2 separate regions of the Sus scrofa genome follow, and region 1 is linked to region 2. Evidence: chromatin contacts called from public promoter capture Hi-C data. All regions are on one chromosome and are shown on one strand. The core of a region is the stretch at or near the end of the contact, and the rest is flanking DNA. Distances in the headings are between cores, read along the strand shown.

What was found. Promoter capture Hi-C pulls out the DNA fragments that hold promoters and counts their contacts.
Region 1: a contact with region 2 is called in a promoter capture Hi-C map of liver, with 2.9 times the contacts expected there. The contact joins the promoter of TMEM54 here to the promoter of ZBTB8B in region 2. A contact is called at or near these places in 1 of 5 promoter capture datasets (liver) and 1 of 47 Hi-C or Micro-C datasets (embryonic fibroblasts).

Annotation. Positions count from the first base shown.
Region 1 is chr6:89,201,445-89,206,646 of Sscrofa11.1, forward strand. It overlaps TMEM54 (transmembrane protein 54), which reads right to left and starts at 2,510. Exons shown (of 7, transcript XM_013999129.2): 1 at 2,256-2,510.
Region 2 is chr6:88,854,552-88,859,376 of Sscrofa11.1, forward strand. ZBTB8B (zinc finger and BTB domain-containing protein 8B) reads left to right here and starts at 1,762. Exons shown (of 4, transcript XM_005665201.3): 1 at 1,762-1,928.

The sequences.
Region 1 (5,202 bases), core at 1,260-3,759, 350 kb after region 2:
GGTCTTTTTTTTGCCATTTCTTGGGCCACTCCCGTGGCATATGGAGGTTCCCAGGCTAGGGGTTGAATCGGAGCTGTAGCTGCCAGCCTACACCAGAGCCACAGCAACGCGGGATCCGAGCCGCGTCTGCAACCTACACCACAGCTCACGGCAACGCCGGATCCTTAACCCACTGAGCAAGAGCAGGGATCGAACCTGCAACCTCATGGTTCCTAGTCGGATTCGTTAACCACTGCGCCACGACGGGAACTCCTCAAACTTTTTTTTTTTTTTTTTGGTCTTCTTAGGGCTGTACCTGCAGCATATGGTGGTTCCCAGGCTAGGGGTTGAATCAGAACTGCAGCTGCTTGCCTACACCACAGCCCCAGCAACTCAGAGATCTGAGCTGCATCTGCGACCTACAGCACAGCTCACGGCAACGCCGGATCTTTAACCCACTGAGCAAGGCCAGGGATCGAACCCGTCTCCTCGTGGATACTAGTCGGGTACATTAACCACTGTGCCACGATGGGAACTCCCAAGAAGCTCAAACTTCTGAGTCTCCATTTCCTCATCTGTCATATGGGAAGAATAACCCCTGTTTCCCGGTGGGGAAGGAGGGCCCCATGAGGACATTGATGGCAAAGTGGGCCATACTCTGAGGGTGCTGGGAAAACCAAGCTCTTGGTTCAGGGACAAGGTAAGCTGGGGAGGCTGGGATCAAAAAAACATCAGGCATTCACGTGCAGATTCTGAGTGTCCAAGTGGCTACATGCCCTCAGGACCAGGGAGCCCTCTTCCTGGCTGTTTCAGATCTGCTTTTTGGAATGTCCCCCATGGGTCCTGGCTCTGCCCTTAGGACACACACCATACTGGCCCCTTGGGCCCACCACCCTCACTCTAGCCAGCTCTGTGAGATGGAAGTCTCTCCTGGCCCCTAGAGCTAAACACCCCCCCGCTCTTCCTTTAGCGACTCCTTGGGAAATCCCTGCGTCCCTTCCTAGACCTCAGTGTCCCCAGCTGTGGCAGAAAGAATTGGGTTATATTTCACAGAAGGGAACTCTGTAGTTAAAAAGAAAGGAAGAAAGAAATCCCTGGACTGGATGTTCTTGGGCGCCAGGTGCCAAGAGCAGGTCTCCAGGGAGCAGGGAGGCCTGGGGCTACTTAGTCACAGCCCCTCTGTGTGACACCGGCCTCTCTCTTTTCTGGGCCCCAGATTCCCCATGTATAAAATGGGAAGGGGTTGGTCTAGGGGGTCTCTGAGACCTCGGGAGCCTACAGGACCCTCTGTAGCTGCATCACATTCAGGAAAATCAAAGAGCAGGCACTGTGGCACTGGATGGCATTGTAAAGATTAACTCCTGGGCAAACAGGAAGAGGCAAGGCAGCTTTATCCCAGGGGCCTGACCCACTTTATCCCAACCACCCACCCACCTGGCCACCCAGACACCACCCAGCTCAGGGCTGGGCTCAGGAACAACAGCGCCTCACGACCAAGACTAGGTCAGACTAGCTTGGAGCTGTGCCTGGAGCACTGGACAGAGTCTCAGGACAGCCCCAGGCTTCTCTGCTTCTACGTTACCACCCTCGGAGCCCTCAGCAATGGGGTTGGCAGAGTGGCAAGCCCGTGATTGCCCCATAGGAGCTAACTTCATTCTCACTGTTGCCCCAGGAGGTGGTGCTACCCTTCCCACTTTACAGATGAGAAAACCAAGGCTCACACAATCTCTTGACTGGAGTAGGGACGCCCCCCACCCCCAGGTCTGTCTGATGCCCAAGAGCAGCATCTCTGTGTCCAGGGAGTGAGAGGAGGGGACACATCGGTCTCACTCCTCGGCCTGGATCCTGTTTGCCAACGGCCCCTCCCACTCCGCCTGGTTGGGGGAGTGGGAGGGTTATGGAAGCGGGAGCCCTTGGCGACGCTGAGGAAGCAAAGAGCAGGTAGCCTCGGGCTCGGAACTCTCTGGGTTCTGAACCCCCCTCCCTCTGCTCTCCCTTCTGAGCGAGGGGGCGCTGCTCTCCTCCCACCTGGGGGTCCCTCGTCCGCAGGAAAGTGGGGGCGGGCGAGGAGCTACTTGGAGAAGATTCCGGCAGCCAAACCCCCGCCCCCCCCACCCCGGCTCCAGCTCGGTGCTGGGGAAACTGAGGCCCAGAGCAGAAAGTGACATGCAGAGAAGGCGGCCTGAATCCCGGGGCTCCGGGCTCCCACTCCTTTGCTCCGCCCCTGCCAAGGATGTGGGGCGGGTTCGTCAGCCCCGCAGTCCCCCGCGGCTCACCCAGGCGCTGGCACATCTCGGCTCCCGCACGGCGTCCCCGCGGCGGCTTCAGCGGGGCTCCAGACGCTGCGGGCGGCCGGGCGGCCCGGCTCTCATCCTGGTCCGCAGCCGCCGCTCGCCCAGCACAGCCCGCGCCGCGCCCACTTCCCGCCTCGAGCCCTGGGCTCCCGGCGCCCGGCCGGCCTCCCTTCCCGTCACCCCCCGGGCGGCCCGACCCCGGGAGGGACCTGACTGCTCGTTTGCATCCCGGGCCGGTCTGACTGGCTGGGCAGCCCTTCCTGGCCCGCCCGGCTGAATCACGGAGCAGGCCCCACCTCCCCGCGCCAGCCCCGGGTGCCGGCGGCGCCCGGCCGCTCCCCTCTGCTCCTAACCCGCCCGGCTTCGGGGATGCCCATTTTACAGATGAAAACTGAGCCCTAGAGGAGCCGCGATCGTCTGGGCTGGGGCGTGAGATGGGGGCCAGATGCGCGGTTGCCATGACCTGGTGGGGGCACCTGGACAGGAAAGCCCCAGGGTGAAAGTTGGGAATCCACTTCTTTCTAGAGGATGGGGAAGTTCAACTCTCTGGAGAACCAGGGTCTGTCCTGCACCTGCTGTGTGACCTCAAGAAAATCACATTTTGTCCTTGCCCTGGCCTTCAGTTCCCCACGCCTAGCAAGGTGCTTTACTTCACTATGTGTTGGGGTGTGGGGGTGTGGGGGATGGGGAGTACCTCTGTTTCCTCGTCAGAAAGTCAGGGATTATAATTCCTGTTCCCTAAAGTCGTGGTGAGCTACAAAAATGAGATCAAACGCTTTGAAAACCCTCTAGATTATCTTTACAGATGAAGGGTAGACCTAGCAGGAGCACATAGTAGGAGCTTTACTGTTACCCGCTATTGGTTACTGTGCCCCTTTAGTGTGCCAGGATGACTCGAGTCCTCTTTGTCCACAACGTGTAGGAATGGACTCAGTAAGAGTGACCAATGGGAAGTGGTGGAGTAGTGGGTCTCTGTGCCCACATTCTCCAATGTGGCTGTGCTGCGGCTTCCTTCCCTGGGCTCTCAGCCCCTAGAGCAGGCCTCTGGGAGGCACTTCTGTGGTATCTGGGCAGCATCAGTTCACAGTCTGTACCCCCCACCCCAGTGGTCAGTGGCCCTGAGGGCAGGGGCTGGCTTGAAGCATCTAATACCAGATGTCCACTGAATGCGTATGCTTTGTATGTTGGGCATACAATGTGCATGTGACCTGCACATGGCTTCTCTATCAGTGTCAGGCAGTCTCTTTAAGCCAGTCTTGGACCATCTGGAATTAGGCTGGGGACCCAGTCCTTTTAAATGTCTCTGCTTTTAGATGCATAAATGAGGGTTCTCTCTTCTGTCCTTGGAACAATACTGAGAGTTAAAGAGTATTACCCCATTTTACAGGTGAGAAAATCGAGGTCCAGAAAGGTTAAAGGGACTTTTCAAAGAGCACACAGCATGTATCAATGACAGAGACTTGAATCTAGATCTGTTTAACTGTGAGGGCTGCTTCTGGGTGTTGGGGGTGGTGGGATGGGGACGAGGGACAGGGGAGCTGTAGCCTCCAGGGAGTAGGCCTGCTCTCTGGGGCCCTGAGGAGGAAACTGCCCACCTATTTCTCCTCTGGCACAGCCTCCCAGTCCTGGCCCAGCCTTAGCAGCCCGAAGGTATTGCCATATCTCTTCCTTATTGCCAAGAGGCCAAAGTCCGATCCTCTGAGCTGCCCAGTGTCCCTTGTCTGCGCCTCACCCTTCCACACCCTGGCCTGGGGTTCTGGGGTTTTGGGGTTCTGGGAAGAAGCCCAGGCTAGACCACTAGTTTCTTGTGCTTCCACAACTCACTGTGATACCCTGGCAGCTCGCTGCCCTCCCTGCGCCTCATCTGTTAAGTAGATAGTGATCGCCTTCCCAGATTTCTGAGGGGTAAAAAGTCTTGGGAGATATGAGAGTGGGTTGAAACCTAGCCAGGGAAATACAAATAGAAATTCTCCCCTTCCTGGAACATTTAACAACCAGGTGTGGTCCGATACTCTTCCATTGGTGGATGGGTCTTCCCAGGGCACAGCTTCTCCACGGGGCTGCTCAGTTGGGAAGGAGGTTCAGGCTTTCAATCCCAGTACAAGTCTTTTTCACCTTAGAAAGGCTTTTTCCTCCCTGATTATCAGAACAGTTCTTCCCTGTAAGTAGAACAATCACATGCGAACTCAACCGTGTTCAATTTTGTATATGTATATACACATATGTAAAATGAAAAGCCAAGTGATCACGCTTGTCTGGGAGGAGGAGGTGGCTGCAGGGGACTTCTGCATGTTTCTAACGTCAGAGTCTACATGGCCTCAATAGGGAAGTTTGTTATTCTTTGTATTTTCTCTTTTACATCCCCCCCTCTTTTTTTTACAGCCACACCTGCAGTATATGGAAGTTCCCAGCTAGGGGTCGAATTGGAAATGCAGCTGCTGGCCTACATCACAGCCACACCAACACCAGATCCTTAACACACTGAGGGTATGGATCAAACCCGCAGCCATACTATGTCAGGTTCTGAATCCACTCAGCCATAAGGGGAACTCCTACATGTCTTTTTGTTTTGTTTTGTTTTGTTTGTTTTTTTTGTCTTTTTGTTTTTTAGGGTCCAATCAGAGCTGTAGCCACTGGCCTATGCCACAGCCACAGCAATGTGGGCTCTGAGCCGAGTCTGACCTACACTACAGCTCATGGCAACGCCGGATCCTTAACCCCCTGAGTGAGGCCAGGGATTGAACCCTTGTCCTCATGGATGCTAGTCGGGTTCGTTAACCACTGAGCCATGATGGGAACTCCTTTTTTTTTTTTTTTTTCCCCTTTTTTCCTTTTTAGGGCCTCGGGATATAGAAGGATATGGAAGTTCCCAGGTTAGGGGTCGAATTGGAGCTGCGACTGTCGGCCTACACCGCAGTCACAGCAATGC
Region 2 (4,825 bases), core at 512-3,011:
AAAGCTATCTCATCACACTTAAAAACAATAAAAAATCCAAACCCCTCAACTTGACCTACCAATCCCTATGTGATCTGGCCTCTGCTCCCCTATCTTCACATTTTCTGTCACCTGGACTGGCTATATAATTTTGGAGCCCAGTTCGAAATGAAAATATAGGGCTCCCATGTTAAAAAATTATTAAGAATTGCAAGAGGGCAATTAAGCTAGTGCACATTAAATCAAGATGGGGACTTTCTGAGAGTATGGCTTCATGGGATGGCACAGGTTGCGTGTTTGTTAAGCTCATCTGTCTGTCATCCACCCCCCTTCCCCGGGGGTTATCCTCTTATTTCTGTTTTAGAGCCTTTGTACTAATTCTTCCTCTGCCTGGAATACTCTTTTGTTTAATCTTAGCATGGCTCATTCCTCCTAATTAGGGTCTCAGCTGAAATACCTTCAACCAAAGAGGCCATTTCTGTCCCTTAACCTAACCTAGCCACCGAATCATTCTTTGTTGTTTCACTACCCTGTTTTTTTGCCATGTACTTCATCTATTTCCTTTTTTTTTTTTTGGCCAAACCCATGGCATGTGATTGAACATGAGCCACAACAGTGACAGTGTTGTATCCTTAACCCACTAGACTACCAGGGAACTCTCTTATTTCCTGTTTAAAGTTTTATTGGCCATCTCTCCCTATTATGGAGTGAATTGTGTCCCCTATCACTCCCCCAATTCCTATGTTGAAATTCTAACCCCAGTACTTCAGAATATAACCTTATTTGGAATGTATATATGTGTGACTGTGTCACTTGCTGTACAGTAGAAATTGAAAGAACACTGTAAACCAACTATAATGAAAAAAAATTTAAAAATCATTTAAAAAAAAAAGAATATGACCTTATTTGGAAATAGTTGTTGCAGATGTAATTGATCAAGATGAGGGCATACTGGAGTAGAGTGAACCCCTAATCCAATATGACTGGTGTCCTTATAAAAAGGGGAAATCTAAACACAGAAATGTGTACAGGGAGGACTCCATGTGACCATGAAGATGGTCCTCTATAAGCCAGAGAGGCCTGCAACAGACCTCCTTCCTTCAAAAGGAACTAACCCTGACTACACCTGATTTTGCACTTTCAGCCTCCAGAATAGTGAGACAATAAATTTCTGTTTTTTTTTTAAGCAGTTTGCGGTACTTTGTTAAGAGCAGCCCTAGCAAACAAATACATCCCCCTCCCCATTAGAACTAAGGTCTCTGAGAGTGGTAACCTGGTTTGTCTCTTACACAGCCTTCTCAGAACGTGATTGTACTATTACTTAAGAACATGTAGGTAATGCTATTTAATAATTTCACTTGTAAATACAAATCTGAAAGCCTTTCAAGGGAAGAGAGTGTTGCAGGTGTTCAAGAAAAACCTGTTGAGTAGGTGAAATCATTTTATTCATTTCCAGAATTTTTGCGGAGAGCGCTGGCAGTTGTAAAAAGTGTGCGGACTGACAGGTTATAGATCTTATTCTCCAGGCTGTATTAATATGCACGACGTGCTTTTAGCTCTCCGGACAAAGAGGCTGATACTTGGCAGGTCCCTCGAGCTGGTCTCAGAAGACAGAACCGATCTCCAGCCTTTTACAAGCACTGATCTTTGCCCCTCTTGGCATCTTGGTACTTGTAGTTTCGTCCACAGTATCTTTACTGGAAAAAATGAACACTGAGACCACAATTCCCATCACCCAGCGAGTACTGGAGCCTTCAGAGCGCATCCTCCCGAGCGGGCACCGGCGCCATTGAACAACCTGCTGGCCAAAGGATCCGCCTTCCTGAGCCCAGGAGCGTCCATGATTGGTCAGCTGCCTCGCCTCTCACTGGAGGGGGCGACAGGTGAATGAAAGGGGGGCGTGTCGCTGCGCGTAGCTCGGCGGCCGCGCGGCTGGAACACACCGGAAGGTGAGAGCTGAGAAGCAGGTTTTCGCTGAGGTTTTCATTGGCTTGGGGAGCATTCAGGGCACCCGGTGGGGGGTATGGGGGGTAGCGGATGGGGATACTCCTCGCTCGGCCTCCCTCGGACCACCTGGCCCCGGCGACTCCCCGAACCCCCGTGCGAAGCTGCCCTCGATGACCGATCCCCTCCCTCCCCTCCAGCATGGGGAGGGGCGGCGGGGCAGCAAGTCCTCCGCTTTCCCAGACTTTGGGCAGCCTTCAGCCTCGGCGTCGTTCAGCTGGTGGTTTGGGCGCGCGCTCGTTCTGAAGATACCCGGGCGCAAAGACTCGGCCAGACTGGGGCAGTGACCGTCGCGGCGCTGGTCACTTTGTGCCAGAGAGGCCATGGGAGGGACAGGGCCTCGGTTCCCACACTCAAGGGCCCAAGATCGTGTCCAGTAACCGGTTCCCGTGATTTCTGCAGGGTCGTCAGACTCCAGATGAGGGGGAGCATCCTCTTGTTTTGCGAGTTTAACCGGTGAATCAAAGATGAAGTTGATCCAGAAATACTTTCTGTGGGAGTGGAAACTCTTCTTCCGAGTCGTTCCCCTCCACTCCGTGCGTTGGGGAAAAGGAGTGAATGACTTCCCCAGCTCTTCTCACAGCGTTCTGGAGGGTTCAGGAAGTCCAGTTGGCATAGTAGTTAAAGGACGTCAACTCTGGACCCAAACCAAGCTCAGTCTCAATCCTAGTTTGAGTGTGTTATCTGTAATTTGAACCTCAATTTTCTCCTCTGAAAAAGAGGATGTAATGATTTTATCTATTGCACCGGGTTATAGTGAGGTTAAAATTAATTAATTCTTGTGAAGTACTTCTTACAGTGCTTCATGAGGAGTCGTGCTCAGTAAATGCTAACAATTGATGAGCAGGTTTTCATTATTCTGTTGGTGAGACTGGAGGAGCGTTGTCAGAAAGAGTGGGTGGAATTCAAAGCTGCTTCTGGCGCTGGAATGAAGACAGCGATCCCCCCAGGGGAGTGTGGGAGTTTGTTGCAGGTGGTGGTGTTGGCATCTGCCCTCTCCTGGAGGACAGGCTGTACTTGGTTCATTTTTCTATTTCTGGCATCTTCCTTGTGTCAGGCATTGCATGTAGCCAATAAGTGTTGAACTGAACCATGGGAAGGTTGGGAGGGTCACTGCTAGACTGGATAAATGTGCCTCTGGGAGTGATGTACCCTAAGAGCTTCTTTTCCAGGAGAAGTGGTGATCTTCAGCATGTCCCAGGGATGCAGAATGACAAAAGCGAGTGGGATTGATGTGAATAAATATTTCCATACTGTATGCCAAATACAGGATTGGAGAAACTTTTTTTTTTTTTTTTTTTTTTGTCTTTTTGCTATTTGTTTGGGCCGCTCCTGCAGCATATGGAGGTTCCCAGGCTAGGGGTCGAATCGGAGCTGTAGCCACTGGCCTATGCCAGAGCCACAGCAACATGGGATCCGAGCCACGTCTGCAACCTACACCACACCTCACGGCAACGCCAGATCGCTAACCCACTGAGCAAGGGCAGGGACCGAACCCGCAACCTCATGGTTCCTAGTCGGATTCGTTAACCACTGCGCCACGACGGGAACTCCCATGGAGAAACATTTGAACAAAGTATGTAGATAGACTTTCGCAAAGTCAGGGAGTGTTTAGATGACCAGGTGGAATTCAGAATGTTTGCAGAGAGAATGTCAGAGGAAATGAGTTTCTGGCACTATTGCTGAAAAGTAGCATCTTCCAGTGAAAAATGCAAGTGCCTGGGAGGATACCCTGTAGATAAGAACGTTCCACAAGTTGAAAAGTACTTTACCTACTTAGGTATTTATCTCCCTGATTTACCAACTCCTTAATCCCTCCACTTTTTATTCTTTGCTAAAAAGGAAAGAAAAAAAAAAAAGCAATATGTGCACACACAGTGAAAGATGTAACAATGTATTGTTATAACTATATATTGTTATAATCAAAAGATTATAAATGAAAAATGCAAGTCCTTCCACACACCTCTTAGCCCCTAGTCCCTCTCCTCAACGGTGTCTGTTGTTGATTCTTGCTCATATATTCTCCCAGGAAAAAAACTTCTTACATATACCAGCAAGAGCATATACATAGATAGGGTTGTATGCTATATTTTGTTTTGCATCTTGCCTTTTTCCAATATATCTTAGTGATCTTTTCTTACAAATACATACAACTCCAACTCATGAAAAGAATGGTTGCATAGTATTCCCCTGTGTGAATGTACCTCATTGATTTAATTTGTCCCCTATTGGTGGACATTCAGATTGTTTCTACTTTTGCATTAACCAGGTTTTACAAAAACCTGGTACAATAGACATCTCTGAAATTATGATTTGATGTACTTTTGGGAATACCTCCAAAAGGGTCATTTTTAGCCATGGAATCTTGGGGGCAAAAGATGTGTAACATTTTAAGTTTTGATATAGGTTGATAAATTTCCCTCTGAAATGGTGTTCCAAATTACATTTGCATGAACAGTGGACATTATTACATTGAAAAATGTGACTTTCCCAGTCTGGTAGGACTTTCAGTTTTGAGGAAGACTAGAGGAAGACTAGAATGTATTTAAATGTAACATTCTCCTGTATCTTGTTTTTCCCTTAATATTTTGATTGCCAAAGACCAGAAGGTTTGGTTGGAGCAGCTGAAAGAGGTGAGAATGACAGCGAAACCTTAGTCCTAAGAAAACTTTCAGAGTTTTTTTTGGGGGGGAAGAATTAGCATTTTTTAGCTGACAGTTCTCTTCCTTTCTGAATCAAAATGTTAGTTGTAATTACTTTGGATGAAAGAAAATTCCTGAAATTATAACTTCCTTGAGTTTAAAATGAATATGAAAGGAATCATCTCGATGACTTAGGCCCA